Linked DNA regions of Mus musculus: region 1 is linked to region 2. Evidence: chromatin contacts called from public Hi-C data. All regions are on one chromosome and are shown on one strand. Each heading gives the region's core, a stretch centred on a gene start, on an enhancer-like site or on the middle of the called end of the contact. The rest is flanking DNA. Distances are from core to core; before and after follow the strand shown. Region 1 overlaps Rabl3 (RAB, member RAS oncogene family-like 3). Region 2 overlaps Hcls1 (hematopoietic cell specific Lyn substrate 1).

The links. A called contact is a pair of places that touch in the nucleus more often than the background predicts.
Region 1: a contact with region 2 is called in a Hi-C map of liver, with 2.5 times the contacts expected there. The contact joins two enhancer-like sites. A contact is called at or near these places in 1 of 484 Hi-C or Micro-C datasets (liver) and 1 of 9 other capture datasets (embryonic stem cells).

The regions. Positions count from the first base shown.
Region 1 is chr16:37,565,012-37,570,388 of GRCm38.p6, forward strand. It overlaps Rabl3 (RAB, member RAS oncogene family-like 3), which reads left to right. Exons shown (of 8, transcript NM_001042499.1): 6 at 2,309-2,380; 7 at 5,377. Among named protein-coding and RNA genes, the nearest start is that of Hgd, 12 kb to the right of the region's middle. Within about 2 kb of position 2,515, at least 18 of the 459 cell types and tissues checked have an H3K27ac peak or open chromatin away from gene starts, as enhancers often do. A contact at or near this core is called in liver, where this site is marked.
Region 2 is chr16:36,938,783-36,943,971 of GRCm38.p6, forward strand. The region is part of intron 3 of Hcls1 (hematopoietic cell specific Lyn substrate 1); the gene reads left to right. Among named protein-coding and RNA genes, the nearest start is that of Hcls1, 6.4 kb to the left of the region's middle. Within about 2 kb of position 2,564, at least 113 of the 459 cell types and tissues checked have an H3K27ac peak or open chromatin away from gene starts, as enhancers often do. A contact at or near this core is called in liver, where this site is marked.

The sequences.
Region 1 (5,377 bases), core at 1,265-3,764, 630 kb after region 2:
TTGTACAGTGGAATGTGCCCCCTGTTTGCATTTACCACCATGGAATGGTCAATGTAAATACCCCGGTAGTCAGTGTTGGATCCTAGTGCTCAAGTGGCTCCCTACCATATAGATTATAAAAGTGTGCTATCTCTGTAGATTAGTGCTGCAGTGACTTTATTTGCACATTATTTGCCATTAAATATGCATGTTTAGTTCCAGTAGTAACTTGAATATGTTTCTGAATGTATCTTTGTCTAGTGCCTACTGGTGTCTCTGACAACCAGCTAGACACATTATTTGTCCTTATCTTACAGAGGCTAGGCCGGCTTCAGCTGTTAGCAAAACCAAAAGATAAGCAGTAGGACAGTCTCCCAAGGACTTACATATGACATGTCTTTAGTTTGTCAGTGTGTCCTTTCACAACACAACAGAAACAATACTAGAAGTGGCTAATGAGGATACAAAAAATTAAAGTGCAGGAAGGCAGATGAATATGAGAATTGAAAATAGAGTCAGACAAGCAAACGTAGAACCTCAAACTGAGACTAATATGGTGGTAGCATTAGTGCTAGCTCACCATTACGCCTACAAAGAAGCCTGAATCCAACACACATGTATCAAGAGTGGAGTCAGGATTTCTCTATGCCTTTGTAAATGCAAATTATTTAACTAAAAGTAGGCACTAGGGTTATTACGTATATAGTCTATTTTCTCATGTGTGTTTATTTAGTTTCTGGTCGTTTTCCACATTCACACAAGCTGTTTAGAGCTTCTGATTTTCAGGCTCTCCCTCAGCCATGATCAATGGCAGATGGCTTTTTCAGCTCCAAAATTTTCATCCTAAAAAGGATGTAGTTTCAGATTTCCTGCTCAACCTAAATTGTGGAGCCCAGTAGTTAATTTTATGGGGGAGATGGCAACTTGTTTGATTGCCATTTGATTTAGGGTTTTTTTTTATTTAGTAATTTTAACTCTTACTTAGAGTCGTCATTAAATGTTCTGATGAGGTAATCAATAACCATTTCGCAAAACCATCTAATGCAGGTCTAAGGTTGATTTCTCATCTGTCCCAACTGGTACAGAAATGTGTTCAAACATTATTGCAAATTCAGCAGTGTGTACACGGTGAGATACCCGGGTAGTTAATCCACACATGGGATTATCTGTATTAAATTAAATGTTTCTGTGCTTGAAAATTCAGTCTGATAGCATTTGTAACAATGAGAAAGAGAACTGATGCCCCAGTGCCTGCTGTGTGACAGGCGTGCAGTACCTCTTTGCATTTCACAAAACTCTGAATAGAATCATCTCCGTTTCACAAATGAGTAAGCCCAACTTTAGAGCCATAATGACTTAAGCAGGGTACACAATCTGGAAACGTTGGCACAGATACTTGAAGACAGAGATTACTGGCCTCCAAGATGCTGATTCCCCTAGTATTTTATGATCTTTGGAAACTATTGTAATTATAAGCAGTTAGCCCCCTTTCCTACCTCCCCACTCCTGGCGGGGGGGGGGGGCGGGGGGGGTGAGAACTGTTATAGTTGCTGCCATTGTTTAAAGGGCAATCCTTGAAATGCTGTGTTGACATTGCTACTAAATGGATTAGAAGGAAATATGTGGGCCTGGCTGTTACAGCAAGAATCATTTCAGAAACTGCTCAAGAGGCACGGAGGGCCCACAGATGCTTGCAAGACACTTATCTTTATGAAGGAGTCTGAATGATACCTGTACAATTTGGTCTTGGTGGCATTTGAGGTAAAGATCAAAGCTGACTCGCTGTTATTTACAAGGTGTTGTGATGACTTAGTGTCCCAGGCTGTGCAGCCTCCTCTGAGCTCTGTGCTTCCTACGTAAAGAATCTTCCTAGATAATATATCTATTATTATCAGAACCAGTATGCCTTTTGTTATATGAAGAAAGGGAGAAATTCCTTACAACTGTTTGTTCTTTGGCTAAATCTTATTTTCATGTTTCCAACTATTATACAGACTGCATAGTTCTTAACTCGTTAAACACTTAGTCCCTGGTCTGCAGTACGTGTTTACATAAATCCTGTTGATGTGATTTTGTTAACATATGCAGGTCACCTGATCAGTCCCTTGGTTTTGTTAACAATATGCTAGTAATTAATGATGGGTGTGTGGAGTTAGTATCCTCCAATATTGCTCAGATGACAGGACTAAATGGCTGCACCTTCTTTGCCTTCCTGCTCACGTATCATAATCTGAGTATTGCTTTGTATTTTGTGAGCATTCCGATGACTTATACAGAATGGCACTGGAGCCTCACTCCTGGCTTTTCTCTGTGCGCCTTTGTCTTCCAGGATTGCACAAACCCACGGTCCTCAGCTGCAGGCTCCTCCAATGCTGTCAAGCTCAGTAGATTTTTTGATAAGGTAATGGCTTCAATTAAGTTATTTTTAAACTTAACATATGATAGCTTAAACTCTTTGTAGAATGCTGTGTCCTTTTGTTCCTTTGCCCAAAACTTCACAGCCTGAATACCTGTTTTGATCTCTCTTATCTGTTGGAATAATTGCTCAAGGCCTGCTGACGTACTTACTCCATCGCTAGCGCTCTCTAAGCAAAGAGTAAAGGCTATTGGATTGAGTGGGGGTTCTTAAAAAGATAGGAGTCTTCCTCAAAACAGTTTATAGTCAGCTGTTGTTTAGTGCTTTGTGTAATTACGTCTCTCCAGAGGCACCGAACAGAGGTTAAAGCCCTTTATTCTCTCAGCTATGAATATTTTCCATGTAAATGTCGCTATTACTTTGTAAAGCTAAGCTGTCTCCTGGAGTCTGTTGTTTCCCTGTGAGGAACATCTGCACCCTCCTGACACTGAGCTGGAGCCCTGCTCATCTGCATCTCCAGGCTATGCAGCTGCCTTACCTCCTGCCCATTTCGCATAGCAGCGCAATATAGGACTTTGTTCTGCATGAATTACTGAAAAAAATCATCTCTATGTTAGGTCTAGTCAATGCTGGAAAAATTGCTCAATGGTTAAGAGCAGTTGCTACTCCTTCAAAGGACTCAGATTTAGGTCTCCAAACCCACAGAGAGCTGCTCACAACCACCTGTGACTCTAGCACCAGCGATCCACTACCCTCTTCTGGCCTCTGTGGTGCACATGCAAGCAAGCAGGTACACACACTGCACATATACATATAAATAAACATAAAATAAATAAAGTTTTAAAATTACAGATGTTCCTTATGGAATATATATATATCCAGTAGGGGACTGTGGTTCTCAGAGGCCTACCGTCTAGCTAGGGCCTGGGAAAGTGACAGTCTCTGTTCTCCCTTGCTAGGCTGCACAGATATTAGCCTTTTCTTGGGAAGTGGTACAAGGAACTATATATTCTCTCCATATTGTTTTCAAATCTAAAATGTTGCAGCATCTGCTTGGTTTAGATCCGTGTCCCCATCTAATACAAAACCCTGTCCCTTAAAACAGCATCCTATAGATCTGGGTTTGATCTGGAAAGGCCACATAGTATACGTTTATGTGTTTTAAGTGTTTTTAAAGCTAAGAGCTCTTAAGTCACATCCTAGAGAAACAATGGATTTTAGACTAGCATAGCCTAAGTTATCAGCAAAGCTTCATTCATAAATAGATAGATAGATAGATAGATAGATAGATAGATAGATAGATAGATAGATAGGTTGGTTTTAAGAAAGGAGTAATATGCATAAGAGAGGACTTCGTGAGTTGGGGGTGAACAACTCTCAGCAAAAGAGTAAGCTAGCTTTGTTGTCTAAGTCTCAGTAAAGAATGCATCAGCAAAACGATTGGCTGGTCTTACACAACGTGTACTGAATATGAAAGCAAAATACATGGCAATACAGGTCTGCCCCATTTTCTGTAGAGAAAACCTTTCAGAATGCCAAGGCTGCGTCGACTAGAGGTGGGCTGGGTCCTCCAGATTTTCTTAGCTGGTGATAAGTCTATGCCTGCGTGATAAGGTGACTCTGTCCTGCTGAGAACGAGGAAAGGCATCAGTCCTTTGGGGGCTTCAGGGACTCAGTGTTTCAAGGTGTATGCTAACCAGAAACCAGGTTTTCTACCTCAAAGGCCAATGAGTGCATCTTTGTCCTAGTCTCATATGACTTCAAATACTAACTCAGACACAGTCTCCAGGAGCGAAAACCAGAATAATTTCTCTTAGGCAATTGTGAGCAAGCTTCCCAGGCCTGAAAGGACAGGTTGTGCTCTGTGTCAGAAGGCTTCCCAGCTTCATCCCTCCAGATGCGACTGTCTTAGTCCATCTGCACCTCATCTGTAACTTACTTGATGTTTCCCTTGCAGCAGCACCTCTGCAACCAGTGCAGTGTCTACAGGGATAGACTGGAAATCCGTATTTTTTATACTCTCCTTCATCATCTGAAAGCATGGTCCTCAAACCCATTGTGTTAGGACGTGTGAGTTTCTTCACACGAGCTGTGATGTTTTATAAGATACATCCACTGCTTTAGCCTGTCTTCCCCCTGACAAATTCAGCAAGCCCTGAAAGGACTGCATAAGAATAGCAGCGAAGCCTGTGAGGGAAACCCGCTGACTGCTTGATGCTGTGTGCTTGTCCACAGGCAGGATGCACAGAATCCTCGCTGCTTCACGCAGACCCGTCTTGAGGATTGCAGCAGTGCTGTAGCGATCCTTTAGGAGCCAGCTGGTGGGAAACTCGGCCTGATTGCTGCTAGGGACCTGTTGGGACATTATTCTGTCCTTATTTAGTTTCCATGTGTTACTTATTTCTGAGTTTTGTTTACTTTTGAAGCAAAGTCTTACTTCATAAACTAGAATGGTCTGAAACTCACCAAGTTGCCCAGGCTTGCCTTGAACTCCTAATCCCCCTGGCTCTGCTTCCTGCATGTCGGGATTGACTACAAAGTCTCATAATGATAGAGTGTACACCGTATCCTGTTCATTGGTGAACCCTTCCTTCCTTTAGAAATGAGTAGATAGTAATGGAAATAATCTCACTCTTTCAATCCGGTTAGCACCAGGTTTTAAGATTGTGTGCATGCATGCAAGTGTGCCTGTGTATGTGTGTGTATGCACTCGTGCACGTGTCACATATACCACAAGTACCTGCAGAAGCCACAAGACGGTGTGGGATCCCCTGAAGCTACTTGCAGGTGGTTGTGAGCTGCCCAGTGTATGTGGTGGAAACCAAATTCCAGTCCTCTCAAAAAGCCACAAGTGCTCAGCTGCCGAGCCCTCCCTCTAGCCCCAGCATCAGAGTCTTAACTCACTGTATTAAATGTCCAGAGCTGTTGAAAAGGGTTTTAATTTGGCAATATGTCCTATGGTTGCATTAATGAAAGTTATAAATTAATTGCTTTTTCTGGGGAAGTATGCTGAGCCCTAAAGTCTTCGTCTGTTTTTGCAGG
Region 2 (5,189 bases), core at 1,314-3,813:
ATAAGTTAGTTGTGGGGGTTTCCTAGCACTGCATGGTGGAGGGAGGTGGCTGTGGGAAAGTAATGGATGCTGAAGGCTCAGAAGTTCAATACCAAGGCAAGCCTGGGTTACATTGCATGAATTATAATGTGTTAAAGATACTCTGAGTTGCCAAGAATGCATTAGTGCTTTGTTAAGGAAAGAAATAAAAGCACTCTAAGCAAGAGACAGTCTAGATACTTCACACTCTCTGTGTCTTTCTTCCTCTGTCTGTCTTCTGCATGTGTCTGAATCTGTTAGACTGATTGAAGACTGGATTGTGAATCTGTTTGTCCCCATGTCACTGTGTGTCTGTCTGTGTGTGACAGCTGTGTAACTGTGTGTATCTGTACCTCCCTACAAAAAGCTCTGCTCTGTCTTTATGGAAAAGCATAGAAAGTATCATACAGGAGAAAGAATGATGGATGCTTAGCAGAACTATCAGCAATAAAGTCACTGGCTCCAATTGACCCAGATAACAAATGTCATTGTTGATCAACCAGTATCCATAAATGGTTGCTTTCAACCTCTCTGGTGGGATTTAGGAAGTTGCTTTCAACTTCTGCATTTGATGTTTTTAACAAATGATGTACATGCATTAGTCTGTGTTGGGGACGTGGAAGAGAATGTAACTTAAGGTTGTAGCTGTGCATTACCTTTGGTGGTAAGAACTGACCACATGGCAAGTAAGTCCTGTTGTTACATTGTTCTCTTGAAGCAGGTTTAACAGGCTAAGTCCCGTTGTTACATTGTTCTCTTGAAGCAGGTTTAACATGCTAAGTGTTAAGTAGTGTCAACTTTGGTTATGAGATCAGGCAAAACATTCAAAATCTTAGGATTTAGGGGATGTTTTTAGAATATTACATCACCACAATACATGCAACTGTTTCCAAAAGAAAGAAGCCAATATGGGCATATCTAGGATTTTCTATGGAATCAATATTCCATACTTGGTGACTGAGAGATTCATACTGCTCGTCCATAGGCTAGTCAGGATCATCTAACCAGGACTGTTGGTTCTGGGTAGCCCCAGGCTGCCATATTTTTTAGGATCAAGGCAAATACAGGGAATGACATAATATGGGTGAAAGTTGGAAAATCATGAATCGGCACTTCTAAACTTGGCAAGATTAAGTCGATTTTCCACTCCATTCCCAACTCCTCCTTCCACACATGACAATATTTTAGACTAATTTCCCCCTAGATTTTAAGAAGTGTCAGTGGTGACCACATTGCACCAGCCACAGACTTGGCACAAACTTGTGTAGATCTGGAATGTCTCTGAATACGGTAGAGACCTAAATGGTTTAATGTAAGTAGCTATACTGAATACTTTTTATTTCATTTATTTATTTTTATATGTATGGGTCTTTTTTCAGTATACGTGTTTATGTACCACGCGTGGCTAAGTTGCCCATGGTACAGATGCTCTGGAGCTGGAGTTACAGATTGTTGTAAGCTGTCATGTGGGTGCCGGGGATCAAACCCAGGTCCTCTGGAAGGGCAGCCAGTGCTTTTAACCCCTCAGCCATCTCACCAGTCCCAAGTGAGTGTTACTCTTAAACGAATCAAGCAATACTGGAAAGCATGTAGAGTGACAAAGAAAAAGCAGAAACAAGGAGTTTCCCAGAAGCTCCCTGAGCGCTCACAGATGAAGAAGGTCAAAGCTCTTTTCTCCTCTGAGTGAAGCCCCCACTCTCTGGTGTTCTGGGAAGTGCTGACCTGAGAGAGCACTCCCATGCTGCTTTCCCTCCCATGTGCCTGCATCTTGTGTGTCAGCTAGGAGTAGGACATTTTAAGGACTACTTCTAAAACCCTGCTGTGAGCCGGTAGGAAGAGCTTGCGTTCTGAAGATTTTGATTTCGTTCCCAGCTCTGTCATCATTAGTGGTGTGAACTCAGTCACAGCTAATGTCTTAGTGGCCCATTTTATTAACTCATGGGGATAATGACAGCTACTCTGGATTGAATAGTATATGTGACTGACTGTCTGCTGGCCCTCTTAGTACTACTTAGCACTTTGGTTCTATCTATACGCTGTTAATGTAGATGAGCTTTATCTGATTTCTATCCCCAAAACCTAACACAAGTGTGCAGCAGCTAATACCTTCCTACTTCCTAAATAGCTTTTAATCAAATGGCTGTATTGCATACCACGTCATTTTCACACGGTGGTGACTCTGCATATCTCCTTGTTAACCTAACCAGATCTATATCCACTATAGTAAATGTTGGAGATGGTTTCACAAAAGCTTGTTCCATTCCTATTTGTTAAAGCCTTCTACACGCAAAAGCTGGGACCCTGCTGGGAATGGGCTAAGTGACCTTGGACAAATCTTTTCTGCTCTCTGATCTTCAGTTTTCCCATCTAGATCAAACAGTCCTCGGGGGCATTTCAGCATAAAGTCTGTAATATCCTTTGGATGGTCCCACTAAGCCACCCTTGATGGCCAAGTGGAAATCACCAAGACCCTGGGAGTGGAGGGGAAATTGGAGAGGAGAGTTCTTGCCAGACTGAGCTGACTCAAAACAGGAAAAGGAAGTGACTGTGCTTCTTGGTAGGCGTGAGACCCGCCCCCCTCACCACTGTGTTTCTTTTTAGGTCAGCCTTGAATAAATTTAGTCTGGGGACGGCTTTCTAATTCAGAGACTAGCTTAAGCAATTCTACCCGTCTCTTATCAGTGTATAGAGAAATGACCCCACTATCAAGGCTATTACCCTCTCTCCTCTCTGTGTTTGTCTATGCCTGGAAGAGGAAGAGATCCTTACTACCCTCAAACAGTAATCCTTAAACTCTCTGTGGGAGAGGACAAATGCTTTTATCTGCTGTTTTCCTATTATCAAATGTATTATAGATTGATACATTTGTGTAATAAAATATAACTGATTGAAAAACAATGACGAAGAAAATACAAGCACAATTTTTATCTTGTAATCAACAGATACAAGATCACCATGTAAGACTGGTATTCACGTTTCTAAAGTCAGACTTTTGATTTTTATCTGATTTCATTGAGGAAAAGAAGCAGGTCAGCTCCCTGACTGTGCTGTGAGCATTACATTGGACAAGGCCTTTGGTGCGTCCTGAAGTCTTAAGATTAGGTTTCAGTGAGAAATAGCTGTAGCTGCCTCAGGGGCTTAGCCAATATTATGCCCTACAACTTTACACAAAGTGCAAATAAAGAACTGCAGAGGACCAGGGACTGGTGCCAGCTCTGCTATGCCAGCACCAGGGCAGTAAAGGGAATAGTTTCACCACTCTGCTGTTGTTTATCCATATGACTGGAGATAATAGTCCTGACTCTCCTTACCTCGCCGTGAAGAGCCGCGGCTATGCCATGAGAACAAAAGGTCTCATTATTGAGTTGTGGCTTGTCATGCAGTCATGCATGTCTATTATAGATGATGATGTCATTCTGCTAGCACAGAAAAGTAAGGTATTCATTCTTGATTTTAACAATTTGTCTAAGGCTATAGACATAAAATAGACAGATAATAATTTGAATTCAGCTCAATCTGAATCTAAGGGCTAAGTACTTAGCCACTATGTCATATTGTTTTTAATAAACATAATTTGTCATGTCCACAATTCTCTTTTGAAAGGCAATCTGAATTCCCGTGATCAACTGCCCCCTTTCCCTAGGATTGCTCTCCTCTTTAAAGCCGCTGAGTATATTTAGTCCGGCTTTAACAAGATGCCATACTCACTGCATAGGCATGGACCTCTTTAGGAGTACGTAAAAGCCATCATTCCCTTAATACAGCTTATTTTAAAAACTCAGTGCTGTTAATGTGTAATAATTATAAACCAGTGAATTTTGATAACACTACAAGGAACCACCAATACGGTGAGGACAGAGAAGATTTCAGGCACACTAGCAGTCCTGTGTGTGTCTGTAGTCAGTGCCCCTTGCTGAATATACAAGCACTGACTTATTTTCCATCCATGTGGCATAGGTACTAGGGTCTCTCTAAAGTTTCAGTAAATAAATAACAAAGACTGTTCATCTCTTTTGTGTTGGTTTTCTTTTATTCAGCATGTTTTTGAACTCTGGTTAGAGAGTTGTATATATTGGTCTTTTATTTCCCGTTACTGTCAAACAGTATCTATTGTGTAGCTATGGTACCATTTGATTTGTTCATTGATCTGATGCTATTCCAAATATATTCTGAGTGTTTGAGCACATCTCTCTCCTTTGACATATATTTTTATATTTTCCAAGGTATACTTAAAGATCTAATTGCTTATTCATACAGTCAGTGAGTGTTTACCTTTTTAGAAACTACCAATCTATTTTCCAAAAAGAAATTTGTCATAGATCATTTCTACCAGAAATGTATGTGTTGCACTTGTTCCGTGTCCTTGTCAGCACTTGTTATTGTTGGTATTTTGAATGTTGGCCACTCTGTGGGTATGCAGAGATGTTAATTTGTGTTTCTTGGGTGAGTAAACCTATTAAGCATTTTTCATGTGCTTCATTTTCATGTCTCTTCACCTATCTTCTTTCTGAAATGTCTGTTCATATATTTACTCAGTTTTAATGTACTTAATGTACTTTTATTGAGTTCCCTGTATAGTTTAGAAACAGATCTTATGTAAAATGAGTATTTTATAAATATTCTTCCAAGAGGAATGATTGCTCTTTTAATTTTCTGGTGGTATTGTTTGAATGGCACAAGATTTGAATTCTGATGAAGTCTGATTTATATAAAAAGATTATTTTATCATTAGTGGGTTTTTTGGTTTATTTGTTTTTTGTTTGTCTAAGAGAAAAAATTTACCTCAGAGTTGTAAAGATTATCTCAAACATTTGGCTCAATTTAAAATTTTATTTTTTTAATATTTATGTGCGGCATGCAATTGAGTTAAGGCTCTTCTTCTCTATGGATATCCAATTTCCAAACACAATCCAAACTCTTTTTCCCACTGACTTAGCAGATTTCTTTGACCTTCTGTATGGTTGACTTTTGGACTCTGTTCTGCTTCCTTAAGCAATGTTTGCCCTGACAGCACACTACCACAGTGCTGTTATTATAGCTGTGTGCTAAGTCATTGAAATGGAATAGGCCTCCAACTGCGTGTTCCTTCAAAAGCTTTTCCTACTATCCCAGGATTCTATAATTTCATACATTTAGAATTAGCTAGTCAGCTTCTCGGGAAAAAAAAATGC